2 separate regions of the Sus scrofa genome follow, and region 1 is linked to region 2. Evidence: chromatin contacts called from public Hi-C data. All regions are on one chromosome and are shown on one strand. Each heading gives the region's core, a stretch centred on a gene start, on an enhancer-like site or on the middle of the called end of the contact. The rest is flanking DNA. Distances are from core to core; before and after follow the strand shown. Region 1 has its middle 490 kb from the start of TNP1. Region 2 has its middle 350 kb from the start of TNP1.

Region 1 (4,531 bases), core at 334-2,833, 140 kb after region 2:
TCCCAGGAACCCCTACCCCTTTAGCTTACAATGTATTAGGTTTAGGCTTTGTTTTTTCAATGTTTTAAGATCTTGTTTAGTTTTGTTTTTACCAATTATCTTGCTACTGGAAACTCTAAGCTCTGGACACTCTATGCACAGAATCTTAGTGATATAAGTCTTCCTGGGGAGACTGCAAACCACTCTCTGTATTCTCTTTCTTGGCTAGTCCACTCCATCCCCTCTACCCGGCCAGGTCCTGCTAATCCTTAAAAACCTCATCACATCCTCCAGGATTCCTTCCCCAGAGAACATCTTGGAGGTCAGGTACGCTTCCTGGAGGCTCCCACCATATCCTGAGTCAACTACCTGTATCACAGCATCCATCACCTCAGACTGCTGGCTGGAACCTTTTAACAATCTGAATTTCTGGAGGCAAAGACTTCATTCCTTTCACTCTGTATCTTCAGATGTCAAATGTCCCTGACATCATTCCTCGTTCATAGCAGATGGTCAAAAATTACTTGGTGATTCACTTGTGATGGAACGTAATGGAGGGTAATGTGAGAAAAAGAAAGTGTATATATGTTAAGACTGGGTTACTCTGCTGTACAGCAGAATTTGGCAGAACATTGTAAATCAACTATAATATTTTTTTTAAAAAAAGAGAAAAGATCCTAAAAAAAACTACTTGGTGATTGAATAATTCACATTTATAAATCACTACTTAAATATGTTTTAGGTTTTTAAAGAGGCTAAAATATACAGACCAGGCACCCTAGGTCAAATGAGATATTCACAATGATACACAAGGAGGTGCTCCATTAAATTAATTAGGATGCATATCTTAAGCTATTCTTCACTTTGATTTTAGTTTTTCACATTAGGCAGATTTTTATGGGCATCATGTTTTGGAGTACCATGTTATAATATTAAGCACTATAGTGGATAGAACTAATTTTAAGAATTTAGAAGGCAGAAATTAAGATTGAATTGTAGGCCACACCAAGGATAATGCATGTAGAATATACCTGAAACAGAATGCAAACACTCAGCCATTATATAAATAGAGATAGGTAAATACCATTTATTGTTACATGTAATACAGAAGAAAGCCTTGAACTTAATTTTAACATTGGAACCAGTGACAGTAATTAGCCAACTCATGAATTAGAACCATGTTTATATAATTCCTAACAATTATAATTACATATTTGTTTGAATTGGGTTCTCACAATTTATTATACTTACTGCCCTCCTCCAGAGTGTGGATTTAGATTTCAAAAGCGCTTGTTAACTTTTGGAGACTCCTCTGGTCTAGCTATTATTTTTGTTTCTTTGATTCCTTACTGACTATTGTCTATTATTGCCCTTTCATGTAGAGTTAGTGTGTCCATAGGGACAGAAAGTTGTCACATCATTCTTTCTGGAAGCAGGAAATTAGAAGTAGAAAGGGATTGTGTGTGTGTGTGTGTGTGTGTGTGTGTGTGTGTGTGAAAGAGAGAAGAAAATCCAGGGTCAGGAAGCCCACACCCCCCCTCTCTGCCTCTCTGGCCTTGGAAACTCTGCCTAAAATACAGCTGGCATTCACTTCTTATACACAGAGCCTCGTGACCTTGGCTGGTACCCAAGTCTAAACTGCATCTATGGCATCCAAATAGCTCATTTGGTGCTGGGGAGGAAGGGGGAGGCAGGTAGGAATTAAGGAATGGGAAGGGAAAAAAAACTGCAAAAGTTAAATTTCCTGCCAGGTGGCTTCCAAATCATCCAGCAGCTTTATTCAAGGCTTTGAAGTTTTGGGCCAACAGTTCCAGATCTGTAATATTTACCCTGCAGTCTCCAAAAACAAAAGTTGACTGTGTTCCTTGAAGTCAATCTCCCCAGCATTTCAGGATGACAGATGAGAGAGGCTGGAAAAGAGTTATTGGATGACCTGGAACTCCTCAAACTCTTCAGTAAGTTTTTGTTGTGCCTCAGTCTCAATCTCTCTCTCTCTCTCTCTCCATCACTCTCCTTCTCTCTTTCTCCCTCTCACTAACTTTGCTCTACTTCTACCATCAATTCCTGCCCCCCAATGCAATCACCTGTTGTGTTATTCATGAGGTATGTCAAATGTCAAAAATTTACCCTGAAACATCAATAGCTAACTAAACTCTAAATCCCTTAGCCTGGGAGTTGAATTCTTCCACTTATACCCACGGACTAAGCAAATAATTACTATTACTACTACTACTACTACTAATAATAATAATAGAGTCAATTCTGTATGTGAGGTAGAATCTCTGTTCAGCTATGAATTTATCTAGGTGAGATTTCTGGGAAGGGGAAATGGTTGATGGGTGAATATAAATTTCTGAAACTATAGCATACTCACAAGGAAAATACTTTGCCTCAACAGACCTTGACAGATGCTTGTCACTTACTTTTGTCCCTTGCTATCACCCATCCATCTTTGCCCCTCCAAATCCTCCTCATCCTTTAAGTTTCTCTAAATATCACCAGTGTCACACTCCCTCAACAAACATACATTGAGAATCTACCACATACCAGGCACTGTTCAAGGCTTGAATTAAAAAAAAAAAAAACCCTTGCCCTGTTGGAGCTCATATTCTAGTGGAAGGGATAAGTAATAAATAAATAAATAAATTAAATAGTATATCAGATGATGATCTATGCTATGGATAAAATAAAGAAGGATTAGCAGCATAGAGAAGGGGGGAGTAGGGGCATTTGTTATGGTGTGGGCAGAGACCTGAAAGGGATGAAGGAAAAAAGAAGCAGCTGTATGGGAGAAGAGCATTCCAGCAGAGGAAAGAGCCAAAGAAAAGGTCCTGTGGTGGGAAAAGAAATAGCCACAAGGTATGTTGACTTGTCCATGGAGAGAGGGGGAGGAAATGAGGACAGCGAAAGACAGTAAGAAGCTGGCTTACAGAGCACTTAGGGAGGCCTTCAGCTCTAGTCTGGGTGAGATGGGAACCACTGGAGAGTTTTTAGCACATAAGTGACACAATCTGACTCTTGTCAGACTTTGAGCCACTCTGATGAAAACGGACTATTTAAGGGGAATAGCTGAAGCGGCAGGGCAAGAGCCTTTTTCCATTCATCCAGAAAAGATAATGGTGGCTCAGACTAGGTTCATGATGATAGAGATTGAATTCTGGATGTGTTTTGAAAGCAGAGCCAACTGATATAATTGCTGATGGATTTGGATGTGAAAAAAATATGAGAAAATGAGCTGTCAAGGATAACTTCTCAGTTTTTGGTTTAAACAGTTGGAAAGACTTATTCTTTCTCTGTGCTCCCATATACTTTTATTAATATCAATATTATAAAACCCTAATAAGAGTTTTACATGTGTATATCTCTCCCACTAGGTACACTGTTCCTTAACTTTCAGGTCTTAGAATGCTGAAACACTAAAGAAAGTTATGGACTTTTGCCCATGGGGGGAAAAATACACATACACAAGTTCATGCAAATATTTGTATTGAATTTCAAAAGGTTTATTTATCTCCTGAAGCTCATCCAAGTGTTTCTGAGTGGTTCATGTATCCAAGGTTTAAAAACCTAAGCACTTGGTTTATTTTTTTATTTTTTTAATTAGAGTTGACTTACAGTGCTGTGTCAATTTCTGCTGTACAGCATAGTGACCCAGCTATATATATATATGTGTGTGTGTGTGTGTGTGTGTGTGTATGTGTGTGTGTGTGTGTATACACACACATATACTTTTTCTCATATTTCTTTTAATAAAGTATTATTGATCACCTGGGACTTGAAGATACTGAGGCTCTGATGGTGGCCAAATATAGGTCATAGGCCTTTTCTTGAAGATCATAGTTTGATGTGGGAAATAGACAGGATGCTGTTAAGCAAATAAACAAGTAAATAATGATAACTTATGAAAGGAACTATGGGGAAAGACAAAGCAAGGTGATATAATCTACCATATAGTGTGTATCAGAACAGGGTCTAATCAGGAAACAGAAGTCATCCAGGTACTATAAACAATAGGCATTTAATATTAAGAGTTCTTGTACACATGATGAAAAGAAGAGAGGATGAGGAAAGCCATCAGATAGCAGCAACATAGAAACTTCACAGCCACCCCCAGGGCTAGAGAGGCAAAGGAGAGTGGTGGTACTACCAGAGCCCAGAGCTGGGTCTACCTGGAAACTAGAATCATAGAATGGTTGCTGTCCCATGGGAATCAGAATTTGAAGTGAGGGAGTTCTTGTCATGGCTCAGTGGTTAACGAATCCGACTAGGAACCATGAGGTTGCCAGTTCGATCCCTGGCCTTGATCAGCGGGTTAAGGATCTGGCGTTGCCATGAGCTGTGGTGTAGGTCAAAGGTGCAGCTCAGATCCTGTGTTGCTATGGCTCTGGTATAGGCCAGCAGCTACAGCTCTGATTCGACCCCTAGCCTGGGAACCTCCAAGCGGCCCAAGAAATGGCAAAAAAAAAAAAAAAAAACAAAAAAAAAAAAAAAAAAGAATTTGAAGTGAGGGCTTATCTACTGGAGATACCAAACAAGATCGAGCACAAAAGAT
Region 2 (4,796 bases), core at 2,160-4,659:
AAAGACCGATTTCACCCAGGGTTTCCTAAACATTCCACCAATTGTTTTCTGATCTAATCTTTTAGAACCCTCCTAATCTCTGTGCTAGCTCTTTCATTATTCTTAAGTAGAGGATGCTATTGGGAGTTGATCAATAAACTGGCAGTGGCCCTAATATTCTAAATCTCTCTGATCTTTGGAAAAGTTCTTTATTTTCTCTATGCCTCAGCTTCATCTTCTACACAATGAAGAGATTGAAATAGGACTTCTAAATTTTCTTCCAGCATTCTGTAATAAATCTCAACAAAGATACAGGCAACTAGATATATAAGCAACAATTAAAGAGCCAGTTATAAAATGGACCTGGGAAGAAAAGGGGCATCTAGCCCTATGTATCATAGGGAATAGCATGAACTAGTACGTATTTCTGTGCAAAGGTAGGGGTGGGTGTGTGTGTGTGTGGGTGGGTGTGTGGGTGTGCGTGTGTTTTATAAGATCAGCAAACATCTGCCGTAGTTTGAATGCTGTCTTGTCTGGAGCCAAGGGGAAAAACCAGATGGCCTGCAACTCTCATTTAGTCCCAAATTTAAATCCATAGTAAATAGCCTATTTGTCAGAAATTTGGGGACAGTCCCTAAGCAAAGTTTGTTTTACTCTTTGCTCTCAGACTTGCTCCAAAAGCTCAGTTGAAATTACACCTTAGAAAGTGCCCACTTAAATTCTTTTAACAAGCAAGCCCCTCTCAGTAGACACAAGTTTGGGCCTGTCCACTCACCTCAAACAGACCATCCATCTGAATTGTTTGCATCGGCCCCAGGCTACAGGTGGTTTAAAGCACCACTATCAGATTGCTTCTCAATCTTCTCCTCTAGACTAAATAGTCCTGATTTTTGTCAGCAACTTTTCATACTCTAGGGCTCCCTTATTAACTGTGTTTGCACTGAACTGGATTTTTATCCTGCTCCATGCTGTGCTGGCTTTCATTCTTTTAGGAGCTCAGAGGCCAGATCTGGGACTTGCTGGCTCCAGGCCCCCTTTATGCCTTTTAAAAATGTTTTGATGATCATATGTTAAGAGCTAATGACAATCATCTGCCGAGAATGTTCAAGCATAAACTTGCATAGAGTCAGGGAGATTGATGAAATCAACCTCAAAATCCAGAACATCCATCCTATAATTAAGATTCACTAATGTATGGACAAACAGTCAGCAAGACCTATTTATGGCCTCCACAAATTAAAGGGCTCCAAGGAAAAATTCCTTTCTTCTAGAGAGTGATTTTTAAAGAGCGCATTAAATGAATATTTATTGAGCATTTATGTTATGACAGGCATTGTACTAGTTACTGGGATACAGAAGTGAGTATAGAAGATAGGGTCCCTGCCCTCATCATGCTTACAGGCCGTAGGAGGGCAATGGAGAAGAAGAATGTTACAGAAAAATATATAGGCAGTTATAATGAAGTAAGTACTGTGACAGGAAAAATACTGAGGCCCCCTCGCTCAGAATTAGAAGGAGCAAAAGTGAAAGAGCCATGGTCAGGGACCTGAAATAGTTTCCAGTTGGCTGCCCCAGAGAGCAGAGAGGCTGTGTTGAGAGCACAGCCAACAGAGAAAATTGAGTTGGAAGCATGAAGGACCTTGTGAGCCAGATAAGGAGATGAGAGTACCCTGCATCATTGTCTCTTAACCGGGGGTTATCTGGCTCCCTAGGGGATATTTGACAATGTCTCTCTGTATTTGTGGTAATCACAAGTCAAGAAATTCTACTGGCATCTTTTGAGGCGAGGCCAAGAGTACAGCTAACATGGCAATGTACAGATAAGTTCCCACAATAGAGTTATCCTCCCCAAATGTCAACCATGCCAAGGTTGAGAAGCCCTCCTCTAGAGCAGAGGGTCACCAAAGGAGAGAGCAGCAAAATCAGATTTTTATTTTGTAAATTCTTCTCTGAACAGAGCAAGGTGGGCAGAATGTGTTAGAGGAGAAATATTTTTTTGCAGTCTTGCTGGTGAGAGATGAAATATGAAAAAATCTCCTTCAGCCAGTGGACCTGCTACAGAAACACATTTTGGTTTGCAATGTCAGAATACAGGGCTACCATAATAATTTGCTTTGCAGTACAGCACAGGGAATTATATTCAGTGTCTTGGGATAGAACATGATGGAAGATAATATAAGGAAAAGAATGTATATGTATGTATGACTGGGTCATTATGCTGTACAGCAGAAATTGACACAGTATTGTAAATGTAAATCAACTATACTCCAATAAAAATAAAATGAAATTTTAAAAAGTTAAAAAATAAAAGGGCTACCATAGGAGATTTTAGGCACACTCTGCCTTGACTACTGAAGGATATCTGCAAAGAAAATAAAGTAAAATAACTATTTTTATCCACACATTTGTATACCTCACTATTCTAGTGTTCTCAAGCTGAAAGCATAGGAGATAAAAGCTTTTGGATTAAAGTATTAGCTAACTTTTACATAAAATTGTAGGGTCCAGATATTTTCAACCCACACACAAACACATCCATGCACAGAGGGCATGATCTCAGGTATTTGTGGAGCATGATTTGCATTCTTTGTGACAGGTGGGGTCCTATAAATGCAGCACAGTGACAGCTGCTTAGTATGATAATGTGTTCCATATTGTCAGAACAATTTGGAAAAACTCATGTCTACTATTGAGACTAGTGTGACATGTATGGAAAGCTCTTTGTACACAGTAAAGCGCAGTAGTTTCACCTACCTCCTCTGGGAAGATTGCCCAATGCCCCAATGAAGCATCTCATAGTAGTTGATATTTATTGAGTTCTTGCCCTATACCAGGCCTTTGTGCTAAGCACATTATGTGTTTTATCACATGATTGGTACAATGCTATAGTGTAGGTATTTTTCTTCTAATTTTACATTTAGAGACCCTAAGACTTAGGGAGGTTCTTAGTAATTTGTCCAAAGTTACAAAGCTAGGAGAATGTAGAGTCTAGATTGCAATCCAGGAATGAAAATCTCTCCCAAGACTCTTGATCCCCAAAGCTTGTTTTTTTTTTAGGTCAAAAGCAATGAGTGATTTCAAGAGGCCATCTGGAGCAAGACTTTCCTCTGAGCATCCTGCCCCTTGGAGGTAAGGCTGACCACTCATTGAACTCCAGCCATCTTCATGTTGTTCGAGGAATATTCAGGCCCAGCAGGATACAGCTGTTTGAGCTGTAGCTGTTTCAAGACTACACACCCTCCTTCCCACCTCTCAACCATTCTCTCTACTGCATTCTAGTAAAGTGAGTAACTTGGCATCTTTCTCCAGAAACTAGGGCGACAAAGAGATAACTGCTGATATCCCAATACCAAATTGGTAAAGCTCATAGAACTTCCATGGGTTGTTTTGAAAATACTCAAGTCCCAGGTTTGGCTCCAGCAGGCAGGAAGAGAGTTGGGATGACAGCCAGAGGTACAGACCCATAACAGACCACAGAGTCTCTGCTTGTTTGTTCCTCTATAATAACCACGGGATGTTTTCTAGTTATTCCACAGATAAGAACAACTTATCACTCTTGGCAGTTTCACATGTTTTTCTATTTTTCATTTGGAAGTGTGTAATTTTCCTGCTGTTGGCCACCCACCCCCATAGCACAGCCAAATTTGTGGAGGCTTTCAAAGAAATGAGCAGCTATTGTCTGAAACTCAACCTCTTCACAAGGTATTTCCCAGAGACCCTAAATGTGACCTTCCAGAAAACACACGCATATACCACACCACACAACATAAAATAATTTCCCCTCTAAACAAAAAGTTCATTTTCCCCAATCCTATGGTCCCATGTAGATGGGACTTACATGGCACAAAGTCTTCTGTCCTCCCAGAGCCAGCTCAATGGCCATAGCTATGTTGACTCACAATTGCTGGGAAACAGATGTAGCTAACCCTCCATTTAGGCAATTTTCTTCCAATATTCTAGACATGGGCTTCACAGTACCTAGACATACATGTATTTCCTGCTAAAATCCTAGGAAGATCTGAGGAGTTACTCATTTGCCAGCCACAGGGAATTATGGAGCTCGCAAGCCATCCCTGGGAATACCCTGTGTTAAAGAAACAAAGGTGAACATTAACAAGGACCATGTTGCCTCTGGTCCTCGTCTGGGATCCAGGAGAACATGTTTGTTTGGTCACTGACCCATGCCCTCCTGGAAAGAGTGGATTCTGGCTTTGATCCTCAGAGGAACCCTGTATGAATTTCCTGTGGCTGCAGTAACAAGTTTTCACCAACTTGGTGGCTTAAAACAACAGAGATGTATTCTCTCAGCATTCTAGAGGCTAGAAGTTTGAAGTAAGTTTCAAACTTACTTGAAGTAAGTTTCACTGAGCTGAAATCAAGGGGTCAAAGGGCTGCACTCCCTCCAGAGATTGTATTGGAGAGTTGGGTCCTTGCTTTTCCAGCTTCTGGTGGCGGCTGACTTGTGACTGCTGACTTGTGACTGCTTCACTTCAGCATCAAGACCAATATCTCCATATCTTTCTCCACTTCCATCACATTGCCTTCTCCTCCATGGGTGCCAACTCTCTCTCTCTTCTTCTCTCTTATAAGGAGTCTTGTGATGCACTTTGTGTCCACTATGTAATCCAAAATAATCTCCTCATCTCAAGACCCTTCATTCTGTCACACTGGCAAAGACCCCTTTTCCAAATAAGGTAATATTTATAGGTTCCAGGGATTAGGACTTGATCTCTTTAGGGACGTTTATTCAGCTTACTACAACTACCTACTAGCCCATTCTTCAGAGATGAGGGACCCCAATCCCATGACACCCTTCC

Evidence for each region. A called contact is a pair of places that touch in the nucleus more often than the background predicts.
Region 1: a contact with region 2 is called in a Hi-C map of liver, with 8 times the contacts expected there. The contact joins two enhancer-like sites. A contact is called at or near these places in 3 of 47 Hi-C or Micro-C datasets (liver and skeletal muscle).

The regions. Positions count from the first base shown.
Region 1 is chr15:119,530,543-119,535,073 of Sscrofa11.1, forward strand. No RefSeq gene overlaps it. Among named protein-coding and RNA genes, the nearest start is that of TNP1, 490 kb to the left of the region's middle. Within about 2 kb of position 1,584, at least 7 of the 83 cell types and tissues checked have an H3K27ac peak or open chromatin away from gene starts, as enhancers often do. A contact at or near this core is called in liver, where this site is marked.
Region 2 is chr15:119,383,827-119,388,622 of Sscrofa11.1, forward strand. No RefSeq gene overlaps it. Among named protein-coding and RNA genes, the nearest start is that of TNP1, 350 kb to the left of the region's middle. Within about 2 kb of position 3,410, at least 4 of the 83 cell types and tissues checked have an H3K27ac peak or open chromatin away from gene starts, as enhancers often do. A contact at or near this core is called in liver, where this site is marked.